Linked DNA regions of Mus musculus: region 1 is linked to region 2. A link is a contact called in public Hi-C data. All regions are on one chromosome and are shown on one strand. Each heading gives the region's core, a stretch centred on a gene start, on an enhancer-like site or on the middle of the called end of the contact. The rest is flanking DNA. Distances are from core to core; before and after follow the strand shown. Region 1 has its middle 31 kb from the start of Nos1. Region 2 overlaps Ksr2 (kinase suppressor of ras 2).

Evidence for each region. A called contact is a pair of places that touch in the nucleus more often than the background predicts.
Region 1: a Hi-C map of the N1E-115 cell line shows a contact between it and region 2, with 6 times the contacts expected there. The contact joins two enhancer-like sites. A contact is called at or near these places in 8 of 484 Hi-C or Micro-C datasets (8-cell embryo, the N1E-115 cell line, embryonic stem cells and 4 more), 2 of 115 datasets of contacts at active chromatin or transcription factors (SST interneurons and forebrain) and 2 of 9 other capture datasets (embryonic stem cells and pancreatic islet).

The regions. Positions count from the first base shown.
Region 1 is chr5:117,833,580-117,838,417 of GRCm38.p6, reverse strand. No RefSeq gene overlaps it. Among named protein-coding and RNA genes, the nearest start is that of Nos1, 31 kb to the left of the region's middle. Within about 2 kb of position 1,792, at least 3 of the 459 cell types and tissues checked have an H3K27ac peak or open chromatin away from gene starts, as enhancers often do. A contact at or near this core is called in the N1E-115 cell line, where this site is marked.
Region 2 is chr5:117,707,873-117,712,251 of GRCm38.p6, reverse strand. Ksr2 (kinase suppressor of ras 2) reads right to left here. Exons shown (of 20, transcript NM_001312914.1): 14 at 3,961-4,328. Among named protein-coding and RNA genes, the nearest start is that of Nos1, 160 kb to the left of the region's middle. Within about 2 kb of position 2,666, at least 6 of the 459 cell types and tissues checked have an H3K27ac peak or open chromatin away from gene starts, as enhancers often do. A contact at or near this core is called in the N1E-115 cell line, where this site is marked.

The sequences.
Region 1 (4,838 bases), core at 543-3,042, 130 kb before region 2:
GCCCCCACTCAGGGTTCCCATCATGGTTTGAACCCACAGTACATCTGAGAGCATTTACAGATTCAGAGTTAGCCTGGGAAGAAAGCGACGACGAGGGTGGACGGTCACTGTCACCACTCCAAGCCACTGTTTTCAAAGATTGTCCCTGGACAAGTAGATCACTGTCCCCTGAGAACCTCCTGGTGATTCTCGCTCCAGACCCACTGGAGCAAATGTTCAGGGCTGTGTTTGAGACACGTACTTTGTGGAGTTTGTGAGAATCTCAGTGCCAACCGAAAACCAAACACTTGTGTGAATAAGTGAATGAAGAGCCAAGAAGTTGGAGTTCATTTACTCAACAGCAACCCCTTATTAGGCACCAACTGTATACACAGCTCCGTGCAATGAGCCTTTAAGCCTCTTTTATAGCTACGCTCCCATTCTCTCGGACCTCCGTTCTGAGGAATGCCCCCGGAGTTGCAGGACTCAGGTCTGTCCCTCTGTTGCCATGGCAACCAGATCCCCTCTGTCCCCGAAGCAGCTCCACCTGTCTCTCCCCGGGTGAGAACTAGTGGTTTCAGAATGAAGTTAGCTTAGCCCTGGGTGAACTCAGCCCTGGGGTGTTTGCTCGGGAGTCATCATTGCAATGTGTTTGTTATGAGACCCAATGCCCGTCAGTCTCCTTTGCAGTTAGAGAAATGAGAGGCTTTGCAAATGAGAGGCTTTGCTGTCTGGCATCAGACACAGGGAGGCTAAGACCAGAAAGTTCCAGAGCCATCTAGGGGCAGCAGCCTGTGGGTGGCTGCTTAGTTCTTTCCCTCCAGCTCAGGGATCATAAGAGGGAAAGCATTTCATCTGAGCAGCCTTGGGGCCAAAAGGCTGGCAGGCCAGATATGACCTAGTATTGGGAACACGGGTATCTGAGAGGCTAGTATCCCTAAGGGAAGCAGGGGGTGCCACAGTTCCTGAAGATGTTAGCCTAGACACCAGAAACAATTTGTGAGAGTCTGGCAGAGCTGAGGGAGGAACCGTTTAAAGTTTATCGGAGCAATCTGGCCATAAGAAGTAACATGATCTGTCATGGGCTCTGCGAGCCTGGGCAAGCAGCCTGGAGTCTCTGGGCCGCAAAAGATAAATTAATGTGAAGATGGATCTTTGACATGAGTTATATGTAAAATCTAGCACAAAAAGGTTCCAAACTGCCCAGAGCCTCTTTACAGGACCTTTCAGCACTGGTAGTTTGTCTCCAGGGACTCTGACGGTTTTTGGCTTTCCCAAGCTAGCTCAGCAGATGTAGTTCCAGGAGTGACCGAGAGATGGCGCTAAGCCTTCACGGTAGCCAACTTGACCCATCAGGAAGGCACTTAGGCTTCTTGGAGTCAATTTTGGGGGGCCTCTGGCCTGGGTCCTGGCCAAGCTGGGCTGATTTGGGTGACATTCAACTGTTGGGCCTGTTAAAATCTTATAGTCCAAGCCTGTGCTTTTTCAGACCCCCTTTAGTGTGGAGTTGGGAGTTTATAATTTGAAGGGTGCAGCCAGGGATTAAAAGTCTTCTAGAGAACGCACTAGGGAATAGTGGGGTCTGCAGGTAACATTTTAATATTTCCACTAAATTAAAGCATCGGGGTCACACCTATTAGAGAGCTCTGACCACAGATGTGGGTTTTAATTCCTGTAGGTGCTGCTGTATACTGTCGTGGGAAGTCTCTATCAGTGTCACAAACCAGCAGGTGCCTAAGGATTCCCCAAAGTTCAGGAATGAGCCCCCTCCCCAAAATGGATATCTGGAGTGGCTGTGTCTTCAGCAAGCTGTTGAGGAGACTAAGGCAGACTATCTCCTGTTTCCAAGTTGGCTGTCTCATGACTGTGAGGTCACCCCAGTAACTTGAATCAATTGGATGTCAGAGCTCAGGGCTTTCTGACCAGGAGAGAATAAGGTGGCTTCTCTCAGGAAAGCTTTGAAAGTGAGGGTAAGGCTGACCAGGTCCCGTTGTGGGAGTGAGGACCTCAGAAACCGCAGAGCCTTACTCTGGTCCCTCGCCTCGGCCTGCAGACATCTGGATTCCAATGACACAGCTTCTCGGGAACCATGACACCCCTCCCTTATCCGAGCAGAGATTTCCCATGGCCACACCCCTCTTGCCACACCACAGATATTCACAGAGAAGATCATACTGTTGGCTACTACTGAGCAGTCCCTGGGGGGGGGGGGGTGTCACTGGAGAAATGGAGGACATAGGAGCAGGTAGAATTTTCAGCATCTTGTTCTAGAATCTAGCCCAGAAAGCCAGGGTTGAGGGCTGGGATCCTTTAACTCTCCTTTCACCTGCTGTGTGACCCTGGGCAAGAGTGCTCCCCTCTCTGGGCTGCTAGGAAATGAAGGAGGTTGGACTAGAACGTAGATTCTGTCTGCACTCTAGGTTTGCTCTGGGCTCTGCAGCCCCCTTGGCAGTGCGGAGAGCAAAGGCTGGGTGAGGCTGTCATAGTCTTCAGGTGCCCCCTCAGTTCAGAGGCTCTGGCTTTTGTGTTTGGCTTTCTTGCTTGTACATCAGGGGTGTGCTGTTCCACGCAGTGCCAGGAAGCTGTGTCATTCATTCAGGTACCTGTGCCTCCCTCTTTCTGTTGTGTGTGTGTGTGTGTGTGTGTGTGTGTGTGTGTGTGTGTGTGTGTAGGCCTTTGCCAGGAGGTGGGGTGGTTAGTCCCCGAGGCAGGATTCTGTCCACAGCAGTCATCAGAGTGCTGACTCTCTGCAGTCTCTGATGTCTGCACCCCCACAACGGGACCTGGTCAGCCTTACCCACACTTTCAAAGCTTTAATGAGAGAAGCCACTCTGTTCTTCCCAGTCAGATTGCCCTGATCTCTGACATCCAATTGATTCAAGCAGACATTCTCTAATTGTGTGGACAGGCACTTAGTCTCTAATGGTGTGGATGAGCAGGGTGTGTGTGCGCGCGCGTGCAGGGAATGTGCTATTTAGAAGCTCAGGATCAGTTCTGGGCTCTGTTGGCTCCTAGCTGTGTGCTCTTAGGCTGGTTATCGGCCTCTTTTGAAGGTAGCAGCCTTGCTGGACTCTATTTTGGTGTTTTTCAGTGTCTAGCAGTTGGATAACATGTCCCAGGCATTCAGTAACTTAGCCCAGATGCTTGGGCAGATGCGGCAGTTCCTCCACACTACCGATTTTAGAAGCTGAGCCCTTGGGCCACCAGCAGCACCAGTATCTGGGCTGTGTGGCACTTGAACATTTCCTGTCCTTGTCCCAGTCAGTGACACTACAGGAGAGGTTGAATGGCTGAACATGAATTAGCTTGTTGTTGTTGTTGTTGTTGTTGTTGTTGTTGTTGTTGTTGTTCTTCTTCTTCTTCTTCTTCTTCTTCTTCTTCTTCTTCTTCTTCTTCTTCTTCCTCTTCCTCCTTCTCTTCTTCCCCTCCTCCTCCTTTTCCTCCTCCTCCTCTGCCCCTTCTCCTCTCCCTCTCCTCTCCCTCTCCTCTCCCTCTCCCTCTCTCTGAGACAGGATCTCACAGAAGCCAACAGTTAAAGTAGGAAAGAGGATTTATAGAATTTGGAAGCATACAAAAGACTGGATGGTTAAAGTTCTTTGCAGAAAGAACACCCCCTCCCAGAGGGATTGTGCAATATTTAGCTTCAAATTGCACCACAGAGCCATAGTGACAGTCCCAGCATGCTGCTGGCACCAAACCAAATATGGCCAGTTGAACAGGACAGAGGGACCTGAGATAAAACATTCTTACCAAAACTCTTAAAGCACTTGAGAAAAAGACAGATGCTTCAACAAATGGTTCTGGAGGAACTAGATATCCACAGGAGGACTCATACCAGGGTTTCCACCTCTCTCTGAAAAACTGAGCTTGCAATAGGTCTAATACCTTAATGTAGGCTGCCATATTTTAAGATACAGACACAGCCAGGCATGGTGGCTCATGCCTTTAATCCCAGCACTCAGGAAGCAGAGGCAGGCGGATTTCTGAGTTCGAGGCCAGCCTGGTCTACAAAGTGAGCTCCAGGACAGCCAGGGCTATACAGAGAAACCTCTCAAAAAACAAAACAAAACAAACAAACAAATAAAAGATACAGACACAGACAATGACTTTCTGGAGAGGACCCCAGCAGATCTGGAAATAATAGCAGGAAATGTCAAATGGGAGTCACAAAAGTAGAAGCTGATGGATTAGCAAAGAGAGCAATGAAGTGAATGCAGAAAGGGAGAAAGCCTTTGTCAGCTCTTGGTCTGAAAAGGGGATAGTATCCAGAATATATAAAGAGTTCTAACAAGTAAGCAACAACAACAACAAAAACCCATCAGATCATTAGTGGGCAAATGAACTAAAAATTATCTTAGTTTGCTTTCCTGTTGCTGTGATAAATACCATAACCAAAAGCAACTTGGGAGGAGAGGGTTTACTTCAGCTTATACTTCTACAGCACTGTTCAGCACGGAAGGAAGTCAGGACAGGAACTCAAACAGGGCAGGAATCGATGCAGAGACCATGCAGGGGTGCTGCTTACTGGCTTGCTCTCCATGGCTTGCTCAGCCTGCTTTCTTACACACTCCAGGACCATCTGTCTGGGAGTGACACCACCCACAGTGGGTTGGGGCTTCTACAGCAATCATTTATCAAGAAAATGCCCCACAGACTTGCCGTCAGCCAATCTAATGGAGGCAACTCCTCAATTGAGCTTCCTTCTCCCCAGGAGACTCCAGTTTGTGTGAAGTTGACAAAAAACCAACGAGGATAGAATTGAATAGACATGAAGAAGAAGAAGGAGGAGGAGGAGGAGGAGGAGGAGGAGGAGGAGGAGGAGGAGGAGGAGGAGGAGGAGGAGGAGGAGGAGGAGGAGA
Region 2 (4,379 bases), core at 1,417-3,916:
GTGCTTTCCTCCACAACAGTCATACAATTAACGGCAGCCGCTCACACACACACACACACACACACACACACACACACACACACACAAATCCTTTCAGCTGAGATTCATAAAAGGAAAGCAATCCGGCTTTTCTAAACACGAAAGGAACGCAAAACCACTGAATGGTGTGTGTGTGCGTGTGTGCACTGTGTGTGTGTGTGTGTGTGTGTGTGTGTGTGTGTGTGTGTGTGTTGGGGGTGGGTAGAAAATCTTCATGGCTCGGCGCACCCCTTCCCAATTCTTGCATGTTATATTTAGGATACTCAAAACCGGTCTGAACAAACTCGGAAGACACAAGCCCTCAAGTTACAGGGGTGGGGGGTGGGGGGGAAGCAAGCTAAAATATCATCCAAGCACCAAGTGAACCGTCTCCAGGAGCGGCTGAGAGAGGCTGTGGGCCTATTTGTCGGATCTGACAGTGCGGTGTGATTGGATTTGAAAGCCTGAGAAACAGGAGATTGGGAGTTGGACATAAATAATCTGTGGATGAGCTCCTGGTACGTAGTGGATTTAGATGTTGTGAATGAAGCCCCTGGGATTTCACTGCTTCTTGCTCCCAGGTCATCCTCGCAGGACTGAGAAGTCTCCTCAGGACTCTGGATCCCCAGGGAGGGGACGGATGGCATGTGCCAACTGAGAAGTTTTTAAAACTCCTCTCAAGGGGACACAGTGTTCACACACCCCTATACCTTGTCCCCTCTTACCACCATCCCGGACAACGTGTCCTGTTGACCTAAATGCAAAGGAAGCATGGGCCATTTCTCCTGGGCGCCCACATAGGCAGAAAAATATCAAGTTCATCCAAGATGGTACCCTAGCCGCTCCTCTCTGACCACCACTGCTCTGCAACAGGGATTTGAACACACTGAATCAACCAGCTGAGGGCAAGAAGAGCCACTGGCCTGGTCTGTAGGAAATCCCAGAACAGCAAACGCAGCCACTGTAAAGCCATACTATGGTTGCTCAACTCCACACTCCTGTGCAGAACCTTTGTGGCTCTGCAGTGACCCAGCACCTTGTGTCCCTTTTCCTAGTCCCTTCTCCCTCCTCCATTGCTCCCCACTGGTCTTCCAGCATCAGGGCCTTTCCACCTGCTGGACGCCCCCTCTGTCTTTCTGATGACCGCCTTCTCTTCAGTCAATCTAAGCTCAATGCTACTTTTTGTAAGAACGACCCCCAGAGTGATCTAGGCCCTAGTTCCTGGAGATGCTGACTAATCACCACCTTGGATGTCAATGGGGCAACTTACAGATGGTTCCAGATGATCTGGGTGGGCCCTAAACAGAACTGTCCCATCACATGGGAAGCCAAAGATGGTCTGACCAAAGCAGTTGATATAACCATAGAAACAAGGCTACTGGCCTTGAAATGGAAGAAGAAGCCAGAAGTCATGGTGGAAAAGGCAGTAAGCTGTGTCCCCTCTTACAGACCACACCTCCACCTCAGACCACGCCTTCATCCTAGACCACACCTTCACCTCAGACCACACCTCTACCCTACCACACCTCATTTCCGACCACACTTTTACATCAGTCTAGTGAGTCTCAAGGCCCTTCATAACTGTAAGAGACCCAGGGTGTGCTGCCTGATGCCACAGAGTTAGGGTAACTTGATAGGAACTGAACACAGCAGCCTCCAGGAATCTACATCTGAGAGGCCTTGCTCCCTCAGTGGATAGATGAGGTCCAGACAGAGTACTCTCAGAAAGCTGCTGCTGCTCCAAGCTGTTCCCAGCAGTGTCGCGGACAGCTCATTCCCAGAGATCCAAAGCGTTTTGTCAGAGTTGGGACACACACCTGCTTCAGCCCACTCATCCCACAGATGTAGAAACTGAGGCTCAGGAAACCCCACAGCTGGGCTGAAGGATGGAGGCTACTGTCAATCAAATCCTTCACTATTGGCCTTTCAATGCCGCTTGAAGTTTTCAACACGAGCAACTGTGCAGGCTGCTGGCTCTTTCGCAGTAATTCCATAATGACCCAATCGTAAAATAATTTAGCCATCCAGATTTGAATTGTCTGCAAGCTATAGTGACCGAATAACTAACTAGTTATTGTTCATTTCCTGAGAGCCAAGCATATGGCTTTTACAAGGAGACCCAAGCTCAGAAATACGTGTTAGCTCTGATGATAATTACTAAGTAGTTAGCTAGAACACACCATTGTCGATTTCTCTAGAATATGCCAGATAATTATCTGGTCTTATACTCCCTGTAAAAATAAAAACCAAGGTCCCAGAATTGTTCTAGTCAGTTGGCTATCCTCCAACAACCGATCCCCTAACAGTCAATCGTGTGAATGCAGATGATTAATCAAATTACTCAGCTATCTGGCCGCAAGCAGAAGTTCAGATGGATACTCTTAAGGACTAACAAGTAGACGGAGCTAAATGGGGCACTCACCGAGCTTTCCCATGATAAATCTGTAATACCGCAACAACCTTGGAATGAACACGTCTTTTTCAGGTTTCATCTGGCATCCTCACACAAAATACCAAATACTTCAGAGACCAATTAGATGTCCCAAAGCTGCCAGGGATGTTATTATTATCATCACCATCACCATCATCATTATTATTGTGGTGGTGGTGGCTGGGTGCTTTGTGAGATCTGTAGGTTGTTATGGCACGTGGGGAGGGGCGCTCAGAGTTCTGTCACAGAACAGAAGGCTGCAGTGCAGCTGGGCTTGAAGGGTGAGCAATACATTTTCATAATGGGCCACTCATTTTCGAAGGCTGCTAGCGGGGTCTGAACAAATGTGCAATGAGCCTCAGTTTGGAAAGAGGGAGGGGAGGGATGGGTCGCTGAGATTCATGGGTCACCGGACTTGTATACTGCAAGTGAGGGGCTCCTCACTTCTGGGAGAGGAGAAGTTGCTTCCTGATGAGAGGGAAGTGCAGAGTATGGAATGGGGGGGGTGGGCTTTCCATGAAGAGGGATGTAAAAATGACTATCTATGGTCCTCCCCCTACAGAGTCTGCCATTCAGAGAGCAACTTCCTCCATCACTTGAATCCAGCTGGCCACAGGAGATGCTCTGGCCAACGGATGTCAGCCAGAGCCTGACCAGAGGGTGCATGGAAAGTACCTATGCATTTAACCTTTGACCCCTGGCTGAGCTTGGGCACCAGAGGCCACCACGGGCGTGACTGAGCTGGAGACTGTGTGCAGCATAACTGAGTCACCCCGGCTGACAGTACCCACCAGCAGATGGGTGTTCATATGTCATCTATAGGAGTTCACATGTGAATGAAGGACAACGTTTTACATCAGATAGTCATCTGCCATTTTTTTAAAAGTCAATCTCTGTTAACTACCCTCCCCCACCCCATCCCCAAACCCCTGCAGCCCACTAATGCAGGATACTCAGAACAGTGGTGGCAATAGCTCCACAAACACTCTGTAAACCATCAAGAGCCACGATCACAGTCACCAGCATCTCAGATCAAACTGTGGGGCAGAGCTGGCCCACTACTTGGGTGTGTAAATAAAGTTTTATTGCAACACTGTCACGCAATATATCACATATATCATATGACCATATGGTCATATATATCATATATCATTTATGGCTGCTTTCCCCGTGCCCCCCGCCCCCACCTACCGACAATAGCAGAACTAACTGGCTGAGACCGAACCTGTGTGGCCTGTGAGGCCAATTCACACATAGCACTGGGAGTGCTACACAAACAGGCTGATCTATGTCTAAAGCAATTCACTCATTTTACCTAATGAGACACAAGTATCAATCATGCCTGGCTTTTCTGGCTCCCAATGCAGTACTCTTCCCAGCCATCCCTAAAACCCTAAAGGCATTTTCTGGGGACCTAAAGGATTGTGAGAAAACCGTGGATGGAGGACCCGAAGACACTATTAACATGCACAAAGCCCTTAGATGTTCCCATCGGAGCCCGAGGGACTGACCTGGTGATGATGGCCAAGTGGGGTGGGCTCATGCAGGCTCCCATGAAGAGCACCACGTTCTCGTGCCTCGTCTGCCTGTAGGCCATCACTTCCCGCTTGAAGGCCTTAAGCTGGTCCTCATTGTCCCTCTCTATGTCAATCAACCGGATGGCCACCTCGCCGTGCCAGCGTCCGTGGTAAACCTGCCCGAAGCGACCCTTCCCGATGAGCTCGCCAATCTCTAGCTGTTCAAACGGGATGTCCCACTCCTGAAGGAAGATGCTGGTCTGGCTGGCTTTGCGTGGGAAGCTCCGGGCTGAGAGGAGGGATAGGTTCATCTCTTCAAACTCGTCCTCGGACTCCTCTGCTTCATTGTGGCTCTCTTCGTTCTACGGCCAGAAGGGTGAAGGCTCAGAATCATGGCCACCCCAGCTCCACCC